4 separate regions of the Sus scrofa genome follow, and regions 1, 2 and 3 are each linked to region 4. The links are chromatin contacts, called in public HiChIP or PLAC-seq and promoter capture Hi-C maps. All regions are on one chromosome and are shown on one strand. The core of a region is the stretch at or near the end of the contact, and the rest is flanking DNA. Distances in the headings are between cores, read along the strand shown. Region 1 holds the start of LOC100621626 (carbonic anhydrase 5B, mitochondrial). Region 2 holds the start of AP1S2 (AP-1 complex subunit sigma-2). Region 3 holds the start of ZRSR2 (U2 small nuclear ribonucleoprotein auxiliary factor 35 kDa subunit-related protein 2). Region 4 holds the start of CTPS2 (CTP synthase 2).

What was found. Promoter capture Hi-C pulls out the DNA fragments that hold promoters and counts their contacts. HiChIP or PLAC-seq counts read pairs in DNA pulled down with a chosen protein or histone mark.
Region 1: an H3K27ac HiChIP or PLAC-seq map of skeletal muscle shows a contact between it and region 4, with 4 times the contacts expected there. The contact joins the promoter of LOC100621626 here to the promoter of CTPS2 in region 4. A contact is called at or near these places in 1 of 5 promoter capture datasets (liver) and 2 of 2 datasets of contacts at active chromatin or transcription factors (alveolar macrophages and skeletal muscle).
Region 2: a promoter capture Hi-C map of fetal skeletal muscle shows a contact between it and region 4, with 7 times the contacts expected there. The contact joins the promoter of AP1S2 here to the promoter of CTPS2 in region 4. A contact is called at or near these places in 2 of 5 promoter capture datasets (fetal skeletal muscle and liver) and 1 of 2 datasets of contacts at active chromatin or transcription factors (alveolar macrophages).
Region 3: a contact with region 4 is called in an H3K27ac HiChIP or PLAC-seq map of skeletal muscle, with 9 times the contacts expected there. The contact joins the promoter of ZRSR2 here to the promoter of CTPS2 in region 4. A contact is called at or near these places in 2 of 2 datasets of contacts at active chromatin or transcription factors (alveolar macrophages and skeletal muscle).

The regions. Positions count from the first base shown.
Region 1 is chrX:12,222,782-12,225,650 of Sscrofa11.1, reverse strand. It overlaps LOC100621626 (carbonic anhydrase 5B, mitochondrial), which reads right to left and starts at 1,526. Exons shown (of 6, transcript XR_002340663.1): 1 at 1,284-1,526.
Region 2 is chrX:12,395,850-12,398,991 of Sscrofa11.1, reverse strand. AP1S2 (AP-1 complex subunit sigma-2) reads left to right here and starts at 1,322. Exons shown (of 5, transcript XM_003134953.5): 1 at 1,322-1,447. It overlaps LOC106506905 (a long non-coding RNA gene), which reads right to left and starts at 1,035. Exons shown (of 4, transcript XR_001302558.2): 1 at 756-1,035.
Region 3 is chrX:12,335,254-12,338,043 of Sscrofa11.1, reverse strand. ZRSR2 (U2 small nuclear ribonucleoprotein auxiliary factor 35 kDa subunit-related protein 2) reads right to left here and starts at 1,409. Exons shown (of 11, transcript XM_001926794.6): 1 at 1,304-1,409; 2 at 821-900. The coding sequence starts at 1,344. It overlaps LOC106506903 (a long non-coding RNA gene), which reads left to right and starts at 1,480. Exons shown (of 5, transcript XR_001302555.2): 1 at 1,480-1,585.
Region 4 is chrX:13,179,340-13,182,414 of Sscrofa11.1, reverse strand. CTPS2 (CTP synthase 2) reads left to right here and starts at 1,284. Exons shown (of 19, transcript XM_021080709.1): 1 at 1,284-1,304. SYAP1 (synapse associated protein 1) reads right to left here and starts at 401. Exons shown (of 7, transcript NM_001244109.1): 1 at 114-401. The coding sequence starts at 306.

The DNA.
Region 1 (2,869 bases), core at 277-2,776, 960 kb after region 4:
ACCACTAACAACGTTATTTTGTAAGTTCTTCCCCCCTCTAGTTCTGGGCTGGGGTACAAAAGGAAAAGGAAAGGAAAAATAACCGAGGAGGAGAGAAGGCTCAGATGTGTCCACACGACACGGCGCTGATCCCTTGCCCTGGGGTTGGTTGCGAGTCCGTCCGTAGCCCTTGGCATAGCCAGGGAAAAGGTCAACAATGCAGATCGTAGTGAATGCCAGCTTGCTGTGCCCCGGTTTCTAAAACCGCAAGTCCCCCACTTCCAAAATTCTCTAACAGCTGCTCTACCGTTAAATGCACAAAACCCGGACGCGGTGTGGTTTTCTGAAGACCTCATAGCGGAGGAAAAGGGTTGAGAGTAGGAAAGGAGCAATTCCCTGCCTCTTCCCCCACATCCTGGCGGGACCAACACCTGTCCTCGTTCCAGGGCCCAGTGCAGCACCTGGTCGTGTGCAGGAGGGTGCCTGTTCTCTTTGCTAGGCTAGGTTCCCCTGCTGTCCACGCTCCATATCGCGATCCGACCTTACCAGAATGTTTAGCTGACCGTAAACCCCTCTGTTAGCTACCAGAAGCGGCTAATGTGCGCGGCCATATTGAACACGCCCCTCGTCCCGCCCCTTACGTCACACGTCATATACGCAATCACGTCACGCCTTCGTTCGCCCGGCCCACGTCCTGACAAAGCCTGAAGTACTGCTCCGGCAAAACTCCCCGCGTCGGAACCCGAACTTGTTTTCCGACGAGCCAGGGTCCGGGTCTGCGCCTGCCCTCCGCCCCAACTACGTCTGTGCTGCCATGGCTGCGGGCATCCCGCTCCACTCAAGCGCCTGCGCGCTAACTTGGTCCCGCCCCTGGCCTCCGCTCAGGCCCATCCCTACTTGGAGCTGGGCCATCTTTGTCGAACCCCCTGAGTGCAGCAAAGCCACACCCCCAGGGACGCGCCGCGTCCCCACGTTCAAGGTACGTTCTTACGCTGCACCTACACAGGGCCGTCCTTTTTGTTACGTCACTCGCGTCCCCTACACTACCCCTGGGACCGCCTTTCCATCGGCGTCCACGCCCCTGGACCCTTCTTCCTTGCGCTTTCCCCTTATCCTCCGGGCCACACTCCTTGCGCAGACCCCAAGCTCCTCCCTTGTGTCCCTCTCTTGGCTTTCCACTCTGGTAATTCCTCCGTTCTCTGCCAGAGCTCCCCGCTCCCGCAATCTCGACCGAATCTGCCTTGCCCTTACGGGCAGCTGCGCCACGCTCTTCACGGCCTAAGTCCCACAATTTCAGGGCTTACCGCTTGGCTCGGCCTAGGCCACGCCCCTCTCGACGTTTGCCGTCGCTGACGCTCCTTCCCACGGTGTCCAGGCCCCGCCCCTCAGTCCTGGGCCCCATTTTTTCTCTTCTAAGTTCTCCTCTCCTTTGTCTTGGCCAATCCCAGCGCTCAGCGCACACCCCACCTTAAGATCTTGAGATCCTTGTTGGGCACCCTCACTCCGCGCGTGCGCATTTCCCTACACTTCCGTCACGGCTGCTCACCGCATTCTCAGACCATCCACTTGTAGTTGCACACTGGCCAGGTCCACGCCTCCTGCTCTCCCTCTGCAGGCGGAGCCTGGTCCTGGGAAGCCGGAGTGGAACAGCCAGGGCCCACGAATTTCCCGAACTAAGTCGCCCAGGTCTCAGAGCTAGATGTCAGAGCCATTTATAGAGTGAAACAAGCCTGCATATATCTGATCCCCGTCTAAAAACAGTCTTTCTTCATATTTTTCCCAGTTCCAAACACCACATCTCTAGGAGCAGAAACCAGATAGGAAACATAACTGAGGACCAACTGGAACTGTGTTCCTACCAGCTCCTCAGCTGACTTTAAATGCTAGCTGGCTGCACGCAGTAAGCACACCCTTCTACTTCCTGATGTCGCCTTCACACGACTTTTCCTAGGCACCTAGTGCCCTCCTGCAGTCTAGGGCCTGTGGAGACAACAACACCACACTTAAGATCTCTGCCCCTTGCTCCGAGATTAATCTTCTTTACTTCATTTACAATTCTGGGTCCACAGGAAAAATGTGAGGAGGTTATTATTACCAGCTTTTTTTTCCTGTCCAAAAGTCTCTGAATGGCACTCCTAGGGAAAGGGCCCTTTCCATGAGCCATTTAGTTATTCATTGAAATCCTGTTTATGGAGTACTGTGTTCCAGTGACAGAGCAAACCTAAAGGAGTTTTGTTTTTTTTAAATCATCTTTATTCTCAAACACAAAAAAAGAAATGCCAAAACAAAAACTCCTGGAAAAGTTAAAAATGAAGCAAAAGAAAAAAAAGTAAATATTCACTGAAAGAAAGCTGGTATATTAATATTCATATCAGACAAATAAAAGAATAAGCATTAAAAGAAAAAGACTATCTACTGATAAACAATCCGACAGAAGAAAAAGCGTCAACATGTATGTACCAAAAACATTGCCTAAAATATGTAAATATAATATGTAAAACAAATATGTAACAAACATGTTCAGACTCGCAGGGACAAATTCACAATTTTTCCTTAAAATCCATAATACTTTAATCCTCCCCTCTTAGAAAATAGTAGCTAAATCTGACAGAATTAGTAAAGAATATTTACCAAGGAAACTTTTTTGTTTTTTTCTATTTTATTTTTAAAATTTGTTTAATGATTTTAATTTTTTCCATCATAGCTGATTTACAGTGTTCTGTCAATTTTCTACTTACTGTACAGCAAGGTGACCCAGTCACACATACATGTATACATTCTTTTTGTCATATTATCATGCTCCATCATAAGTGATTAGATAGAGTTCCCAGTGCTATACAGCAGGATCTCATTGTTTATCCATTCCAAAGGCAATAGTTTGCATGTGTGA
Region 2 (3,142 bases), core at 73-2,572, 780 kb after region 4:
TAATGAATAGCATTCGACATGAGAAACCCGTGGCTGTTCAAGCAAGGTCACTTAATCCCATGGGGCTCCCCTTTCCTCATCTGTAAAAGATGAGTCGGACTAGATGATTCATCCATTCTTTCATTCAAAAAAATATGGACATTCATTATGTGCCAGATAAAATGCTCAGCACTATGGCTCTTAACAAATCTATCATTTTACAGTCCTCACCAGTCAACTCGCGTTTATTACTGGGGTTATACACCAGGCAGTGAACTAGGTTGAGATGCAAAATGAATAAAAGTCAAAATGTGCTAAATAGAAAGTTAATGGACACAGGGGAATGCAAAATGAATAAAACTCAAGATGTGCTAAATAGGTTAATAGGCATATGGGCGAAAGAGGGTTCATTCTTACAGGGTTTGAGAGTGAAGCTTCACAGATGTGACATTTGAGAGCAAGGGCATGCCAGGCAGAGCAAGTCGTCGGCAATGCTAAACTGGAACCCAGGCGGCTGTGAGGGAGGAGGGGGGTGACTCCGTGTGAAGGAAGCGGAATCTTGAAGATGAGGTGCTGTCTGGGCTTTTCTGCGGAGAACGTACAGTAACTCCTCAGGTCCGCAGCACTGAGGATGGGCGAGGTAAGCCCAGGGAAGAGACACTCGCACAGCTTGGGGCGAAAGGTGTCTAGGGCTGTAGCAGTGTGATGGGGAGGAGGGGCCAGATTCCGGACAATTTTGAAGCAAAGTAATTGCAAAAAGCCCTCTGAACGCGTACCCGAGCTCCACGGAAGAGCCGACTTGTTTTCCCCAGAGTTGCAGCAGTCCCTCTCTCCCCTCACCAACATCACCGGGCAGCACACCTCCCAGTCCCACCCTCTCAGAGCAAGGAGTTGTGGTAGCTCGAACACGCCTCTCGGCGGCCCAGACCTTCCCCGCCCCGCAGAGAAGGGTCGACAAAGGGCACCGCGAAATACTATCTTCTCACCACTAAACTGCCGGGACTGCAGCGCGCGCGCGTCCCTGAGGCACATTCAGGAGTGCGCAGGCGCGCCCGCCCTGCCCATAGCCGTTTCCGGGTCACGTGGCCTGGCTTCCGGTCCGGACCCCCACCCCCCACCCCTTGGTAGAGACCCGGCCAATCGGCTTCCCGGGACCGCGCGGTCACCTGAGCTGCCTCCAGTGCCGTTGGCGACAGCCGAGCAGCTTCCAGCGCGCCGCCCAGCCCGCCCCTCCGCTCGCCGCAGCCCCGGCTCCTCCTTCGTCCGGCCCCCGGGGCGGGGTTTGTCGGCTCGCCCTCCCCTCGCCTCTTAAGCCTTCCCTCTGCGAACCGGGTCCCCTCCCCACAGCAACACGGCTTCTCTTCCTCAGCTCAGCGACAGGGGCTTCCCCTCAGCCGCCGCCGCCGCCGCCGCCGCCGCCGCCGACGCCGCCGGCCGAGCCCCGCCGCGCCCGCGGCCCGCGGCCGCCGTAAGTCCCGGGAGACGAGCGGGAGTGCCGGGGACAGGGGGCGAGGAGGGAGGGTCGGGCGAGACCCCCGCCGTCCCGCGAGCGCCCCGACCACCCCTGCCCGCGCCCACCCGCCTGGCCCGCTCTGGGGCACCGCGCCCCGAAACTCACTTCTTTTGGCGTCCGCGCCCCTCTCCGCTCGGCGCCGCGCTCCGGGATGCGGGGGCCAGCCTCGGACGCTGCGGCGTCCCCGCAGCACCTGTGGTTCGGGAATCACCTCAAGTTTTGCCGGGCATTTGCGGGAGAGGTCGGCTGCCGGGGGCGGCGACGACCGAGGACCCTTGGCGCCCCCTGCGCGGCGACGGTTGCCATTGTCTGCCCCGCTCCTGCCTGTCACCTCGCCCCGGCTCGGTCAGTGATGGAGTGCGGTCCCGTGGGGCGGCGGGGAGCCATCGGAGACGGCCGGACGGGGTAACGCTGGCCCCGAGCCCGCTCCGCGGCCGAGCCCATTGTTTTTAATACCAGTCTCGAGGAATTGAGGCGCCCTGTGATTTGCAGCAAGATCAAAGCGTTGGTTTTTAACTAGAGGGAAGGAATACTTGTGCCTGGCGACCGGGTATCGTCCCGTGCTAACATATAATTTATTTTTCAGGAGAGAATGATTTATTTGTCCGAAAAAGTGGTGGTGGGGGGGAGGTACAGGACCCTACCATAGACTGTCTTGAGTCCATACTCCTTTTGAAAGCAAACCCCCAGCCCTCCTGGTCCCCGAGATCCTGGAATCCGGGTCTGTTCTTTTCCAAGTTCTGCTAACGGGTTTGCGTGAAACGTGGTCCAGTTGATGCTTTACTTGCTGTCCCCTTCTAGTGCCGCTATCTTAGCAGCACTTCTGTGTGAGGCGCTTTGATACCACGAGTATTATTCGTTTATTTCGTGCCACTGATGCGTTTTAAGTGAGGTATAATCAGCCAGTTTTAACTTTAATAAAGTTAAATTGTCACATCGTAAATTTCTAAATATCTTATTGATGCCCATTTGGATTATTACAAAAAGCGACGATAATTTGTTAGCAAAATGTGGGGCCCATTTTATTCGGAATCGATTGTATAAATTCCCCCACCGCATGTTCGGATGGAGTACGGTGCGGTGAATGTAAGTCAGACTGAATCTTAATTGCACTATTGCAGGAACTTAGAACAGTTAAAAGAAAAAAATATGTCTGAATTCTACCTTTAAATTAATTACCTTTGTAGAAACAGTGCTTATCTGTTTGCAGTTGAGAAGACTAGTTGAATTATAAGAAACTTTTCTTGAAAATTAAACATGTAAACTAACCAACATTTGCAAATTCCAAATAAACGTGTACAAAATAGTTTGTGTAAAATACGCTAGAGTTCAGCAACCGCACCATCTGTAGATGCTGTTTTTTATCCTTTTAAATGAATTTTGTGTAATTTCTGAATGTGTGTAGCTCTTACTTTGGCTTTTTAAAGGTTTATATTCTCTTAGGTAAAAATATATTAACTCACTTTATTGAGTGTATATTTATATTGGTATTTTTAAAATGAGGTGAAAGGGGGTACTTGAGTCAGGCTTTTCTTAAGAAAAATTGTGCTTATGGGATTTCTTTGGTTCATATTTTAGATCGTTTGTTTTGATTAAACTAAGCGTAAACTGAAGAGAGCATTCTAAGTGATAGCTATCTGTCTACTAGTA
Region 3 (2,790 bases), core at 160-2,659, 840 kb after region 4:
ACAGCAGTAGCAGTGGCATTCCAAAATCCACATGGTACCAAATTCATGTTGTGAGCATGTTTCCCATCGTCCTTAACACCACATTAACGTGGATTTTAATTTTACTGGATGCATGATTTCACTTGGTTTTGTAATCTGTAAGTATATTGTTTTATAAGTCGAGTAAGTTTCATAACTAGTTTTATGCATATATATTTACATAACATCAACAGTGGGTCTCTCCCTCTCTCTTTTTTTCTTTTTTGGTCGCCCGGTGGCATATGGAGTTCCCAGGCCAGGGATCAGATCCTAGCCGCAGTAGCGACTTAAGCCGCAGCTGCAGCAATGTCTGGATCCTTAATCCACTGTGCCAGTCCGGGGATTGAACCCTGGTCCCAGCGCTCCCAAGACGCCACCGATCCCGGTTGTGCTACAGGGAAACTCCAACAACGGGTCTCTTAAGTTAGTGAAGTTTGAGAAAAAACGTGCAAAATGCCTAAAGACCTCAACTCCTTCTGGTTTTACAAAGGACATTCACCGAATATTTACTATGTGAAAGAGCTGTGCTAGCTGCTGTAATTAATGATGCCTGCACCTGTAATATTAAATACTTCATAAATACAGTTAACCACTGGGTGATGATTTACTGTGACTTCTTCCCCCCTCTTTAGTACTTTAATATTGTTTCTGACACGGATCTAAGATAACTTTGGAGGAGATAGTGACCACAGCAATTCTTTATAAGATACTGTACTTGGCTTCCTTCTGACACTAGGGTTTCAAGTTAGGACGGCAGTAGGCGGAGCAATTTCACTCACAGAAAACAGGATGAGTCCGTTACCTGAGTCTCTGAGTCGAGCGAGTTCTTGCCGACGTTTCTTCCGTTTCTCCTTCTTCAAGGCGGCCCTGTACTTTTTGTGGCTGGGGAAATAAGACAGAAACACACCGCGGCGTCAGTGGCCGCACCTGCAGCACTGTCTGAGTTCCTCTCCTCCGTGCCCAGTGACAGGAACTTGTTTGGGTGCTGGAGAATGAAATCTTGCTTCCCGTGTTTTAATTAGAGAACATACTTTTACCACCGCCTCGCCGTCCCGTGCCCAGAGGGCAGATCTTCACCATTTCACCGCCTGTACCCCTACTCGCCTCCCCGAGCCCACCAACGCCCGCTGACAGTCCGGGGCACGCCCTGGGCAGAGATCCAGCTGCCGCGGTGGCTCGCTTGCTTGGCCTACTTCCTTTTTCCTCCCTGCCTGTACATCCTTCATGGCCAGCCTCCGCCCGCTCGGCCGCCCTTTCCCAGCTCATCATCCCCAGCCCGGCTCACCTTAGTTTCTCAGGAAACATCGCTGTCTCGGGCGCCGCCATCTTGCCAGCGCCGCCACGCCCCCCCAAGTGCCAGCCGGAAGGGGCGGGCTGGAGGGCCTGCGCGCGCGGCAGCGCGCAGGCGCGAGCGCCGCGCGGCCTCTCAGGCGAGAGGGGCGGGGAACTTGCCTCAGCCGGGGCTGACCAAAGACGGAGGAGCGGAGGTAGGTGCCTCGTCTTCCGAAACCCTGCACAACTAAATGTCTCCTTCCCGAAAAATCATCTGGTGTCCCCCCTCTACCCTGTAAGTAATTCTTTCCTCCTAGCGCTTCCCCAGTGCGTTATCACTACCTCTCTCCACATCAAAATGAGGTGTCTTATGGCAAAGAAGTTAAAGTCACACCTCCTCCTATTTTCTCTTGTCCATTCACGAAGCCTCTTCCCACACACGCTGCTCTCTAGTTTTCCAGTCCCAGGCTCTGCCTCCTTCCGTGGTTCCACCTATCAACGCCTCAGACAAAGCTCCACACTCCGCCCCCGCTCCTTTTACATCTGCCGCCGAATTTAACAACTGAGGCTACAAAGTAGCATCTCTGCTCGCTAGGAATTTGAAATCTAAAGGCAGAGAAGGACCAATTCATAGACTAGATAATTCATAGACAACTAAGTTTATTTAACATAGTCCCCCTGGGGATTCAGGGAGAGCTTTCTGACGCCTGAGTTGAATTTTGAAGGCAGACGGTCTTTACTCAGGCGACGAGGGGTGGGGATGGAACTGCAGGTAAGCCAGCATAAGCAAAGGCACTGAGAGGTGAGAGTGTGGAATCTGCCAGAACTGCGAGAATTTTGGCCATCGAATATAAAGGGCAATTCGAGAGTAGCAGGGAGAGAGGAAGAGGTGAGCGGTAGGCATAGGGCTGGGGCTAGGTTATGGAGGAGGGCCATTCCAAGAAGCCTTAAGGTTTGTTGTGGTCATATTTGTGTTTTAGGTAAGTTACTCTGGTTTGCAATATAAAAGATACAGCTGGAATATTGCAGTCTAGGTGAGAAGTGACACAGGATTAAACTGGGCAATGAGAGTAAGGGGTGGAGAAAGCAAAATTAACCCTACTAATAATTAGACGTACACATACAACGTCGGAGACAAGACCAAGAAAAAATGTTTCCCTGAAGGACACATTGTAACTGCAACATGATTAACAACCCCAATCTTTTTTTTTTTTTTTTTTTTGCTATTTCTTGGGCCACTCCCGCGGCATATGGAGTTGAATCGGAGCTGCAGCCAGCAGCCACCGGCCTACGCCAGAGCCACAGCAACGCTGTGCAGCCACCGGCCTACGCCAGAGCCACAGCAACGCGGCAACCTACACCACAGCTCACGGCAACGCCGGATCCTTAACCCACTGAGCAAGGGCAAGGACCGAACCCGCAACCTCATGGTTCCTAGTCGGATTCGTTAACCACTGTGCCACGACGGGAACTCCCCCAATCTTTTGATAATTGGGTAAG
Region 4 (3,075 bases), core at 35-2,534:
CGCTCCCTCCCTCCTCCCCCCGACCAGTGGTGGCCCACGCCCAGGGGCGGCAGGAGGAGGGATACGGACGCTCTCTGAAACTCTCTGGTCCCCGGGGCCGGGGAGAGACTCACTGCCGAGGCCTTTGGCCTGATGAAGGAGCTCCTGGTCCCCGGCTTGCTGAGGTTCCCCCTCCGCTGTCTCTGCCACCGCCTCGGAGCGCTGCTCGGGTGGAGCGTCTCCCTTAGGCTGCCCATCTCCCTCGGACTGCCGGCCACCCGGCGCCGGCTGCTCCAAGCCAAACCAACTGCTCAAACCCCGGAACATCCCGCCCGCAGGGCCGCCAATGCGGTCCGGGTCACAGGAGACCCTAGCGGGCGGAGCCTGGTCGGGACTTCACAGGGCGCGTCTCCCTGGGCGATAGCCGGAAGTGTGGCCCCGGAGCAGCCCGTCTAGCCGTGGCCCCGCCTCTACGGCCACTCTGCCGTGGCCGCGCCTGCGTCACTTCCGGCTAAGGGCCCCGCCCCGCGCTGGCTGTTTATTTCGTAACTTGATTACGCGGGTGGAAACCGGACAAAGAGTTTTTCCCACGTAGTTACGCCCCACCCCTTTTCCTCCTCCCCCGGCTTTTAAAGGCGGACTTAGGTGTGTAAACTGCGTCTTTGTCACTCGAAGCGGCTTGGCTGGTGGTTTAGCCTCGCTTTTTCAGGTCCGGCTGGGCTGGCCCCGCAGAAATGGATGTCTTTGGTCTCCTCCTGAGACCACATCAAAGCTAGCCCAGGGCCTTTACGGCCACCTACCAATTTACAGGGACTACAGAGAATGGCGGAAAGGGTTAAAGGACACCACAGGGATGCAGGGAGCAGACTCTAGGCTGTGAGAAACGACGGGCAGGCAACTTGTTTCCTCAAATAAGTTGCAAGGAAGAGGGGAAGGGAATTTATACGTTAAAAACAACTTAAGGGACATGACCTGTGGCAACTTGTGGATTTTATTTGGATCCTAGTTCAAACAAACACTGGGAAAAAAAATGTTGACGTTTACAAGAAGTGGAAATTTGGGCACGGATAGTTCATGAGATTAAGAAAATTTTAAGTTTAAAAAATTTTAGTTGTAGAGTAACATAAAATTGACCACCTTAACCATTTTTAAGTGTATAGGCAGCAGTAGTAAGTACATTCACGTGATTGGGCAACCAGTCTCCACAATTCTTTTCTTGTTGCAAAACTGAAATTCTGTACCCACTAAACAACTCCCTGTTCTCCCCTCCCTCAGCCCCTGGAAATCAAGCTACTTTATGACTCTGACTTCTCTAGGAACTTCACGTAAGTGGAATCATACCACATTTGTCTTTTTATGAATGGTCCATTTCACTTAGCAAATGTCTTCTAGGTTCATTCGGGTTGTAGCATGTGTTAGAATTTCTAAAATTCTGCCTTAAAAAAGGCTACCTAGGAGTTCCCTGGTGGCCCAGTGAGTTAAGGACCTGGTGTTGTCACTGCTATGGCAAGGGTTACTGTTGTGGTGAGGGTTCAGTCCCTAGGCTGGGAACTTCTGCATGCTGCAGGTGTGGCCAGAAAAAGAAAAAGGCTACTTGGAACGTTCTTGGACATAAATTATAGTAATATTTTTTTGATCTGTCTTCTAAAGCAAAGAAAACAGGAGTGAAAACAAGCAAATGGGGCCCAGTTAAACTTAAACGGTTTTGCACAGCAAAGGAAACCATCCACAAAACGAAAAGACAACATACTGAATGGGAGAGAATATTTGCAAATGATATGAGTGATAAGGGGTTAATATCCAAAATATATTAACTGCTCATACAACTCAAATAAAAAACCTGATTAAAAAATGGGCAGAAGACCTGAATAGACACTTTTCCAAAGAAGGTATACAGATGGCCAATAGGCATATGAAGAGGTGCTCCACATCGATAATCATCAGAGAAATGCAAATCAAAATCACAGGTATTACCTCACACCTGTCAGAATGGCTATCATCAAAACGACCACAAAAAACAATGTTGGAGTTCCCATCGTGACTCAGTGTTTAATGAATCCAACTAGGAACCACGAGGTTGCAGGTTCGATCCCTGGCCTTGCTCAGTGAGTTAAGGATCCGGCGTTGCCGTGAGTTGTGGTGTAGGTTGCAGACGCGGCTCACATCCAGCGTTGCTGTGGCTGTGCCTCTGGTGTAGGCCGGTGGCTACAGCTCCGATTCGACCCCGAGCCTGGGAACCTCCATATGCCGTGGGTGCGGCCCTCAAAAAGCAAAAACACACACACAAAAAATGTCGGCTAGGATATGGAGAAAAGGGAACTCTGCTGCACTGTTGATGGGAATGTAAATTTGTGCAGCTACTTTGGAAAACACTATGGAGGTTCCCAAAAAAACTAAAAGTAGACCTACCACATGATCCAGCAATTCCTCTCCTGGGTGTATATCCAAGAAAACAAAAACACTAATTCAAAAAGATACATGCACCCCAATATTCATAGCAGCATTGTTTATAGTTGCCAAGATATGGAAGCAACCTAAGTGTCCATCAACAAATGAATAGGAGTTCCCGTCGTGGCTCAGTGGTTAACGAATCCGACTAGGAACCATGAGGTTGCGGGTTCGATCCTTGCCCTTGCTCAGTGGGTTAATGATCCGGCGTTGCCGTGAGCTGTGGTGTAGGTTGCAGACGCGGCTCGGATCCTGCGTTGTTGTGCCTCTGGCGTAGGCGGGTGGCTACAGCTCCGATTCAACCCCTAGCCTGGGAACCTCCATATGCCGCGGGAGTGGCCCAAGAAATAGCAACAACAACAAAAGACAAAAAGACAAAAGACAAAAAAAAAAAAAACACAAATGAATAAAGAAGATTTTTATATATATAAAATAGCAACAAAATACTATTTGGCTATAAAAAAGAATGAAATTTTCCCATTTGAACAACGTGGATGGACCTGGAGGGTATTATACTTAGTGAAATAAATCAGACAGAGAAGGAGAAATACTGTGTTATCACTTATATGTGAAATCTAAAAAATAAAACAAACTAGTGAATATAACAACAAAAAAAAGTGTACCTTAAAAAAAGCTGAATAAGGAATT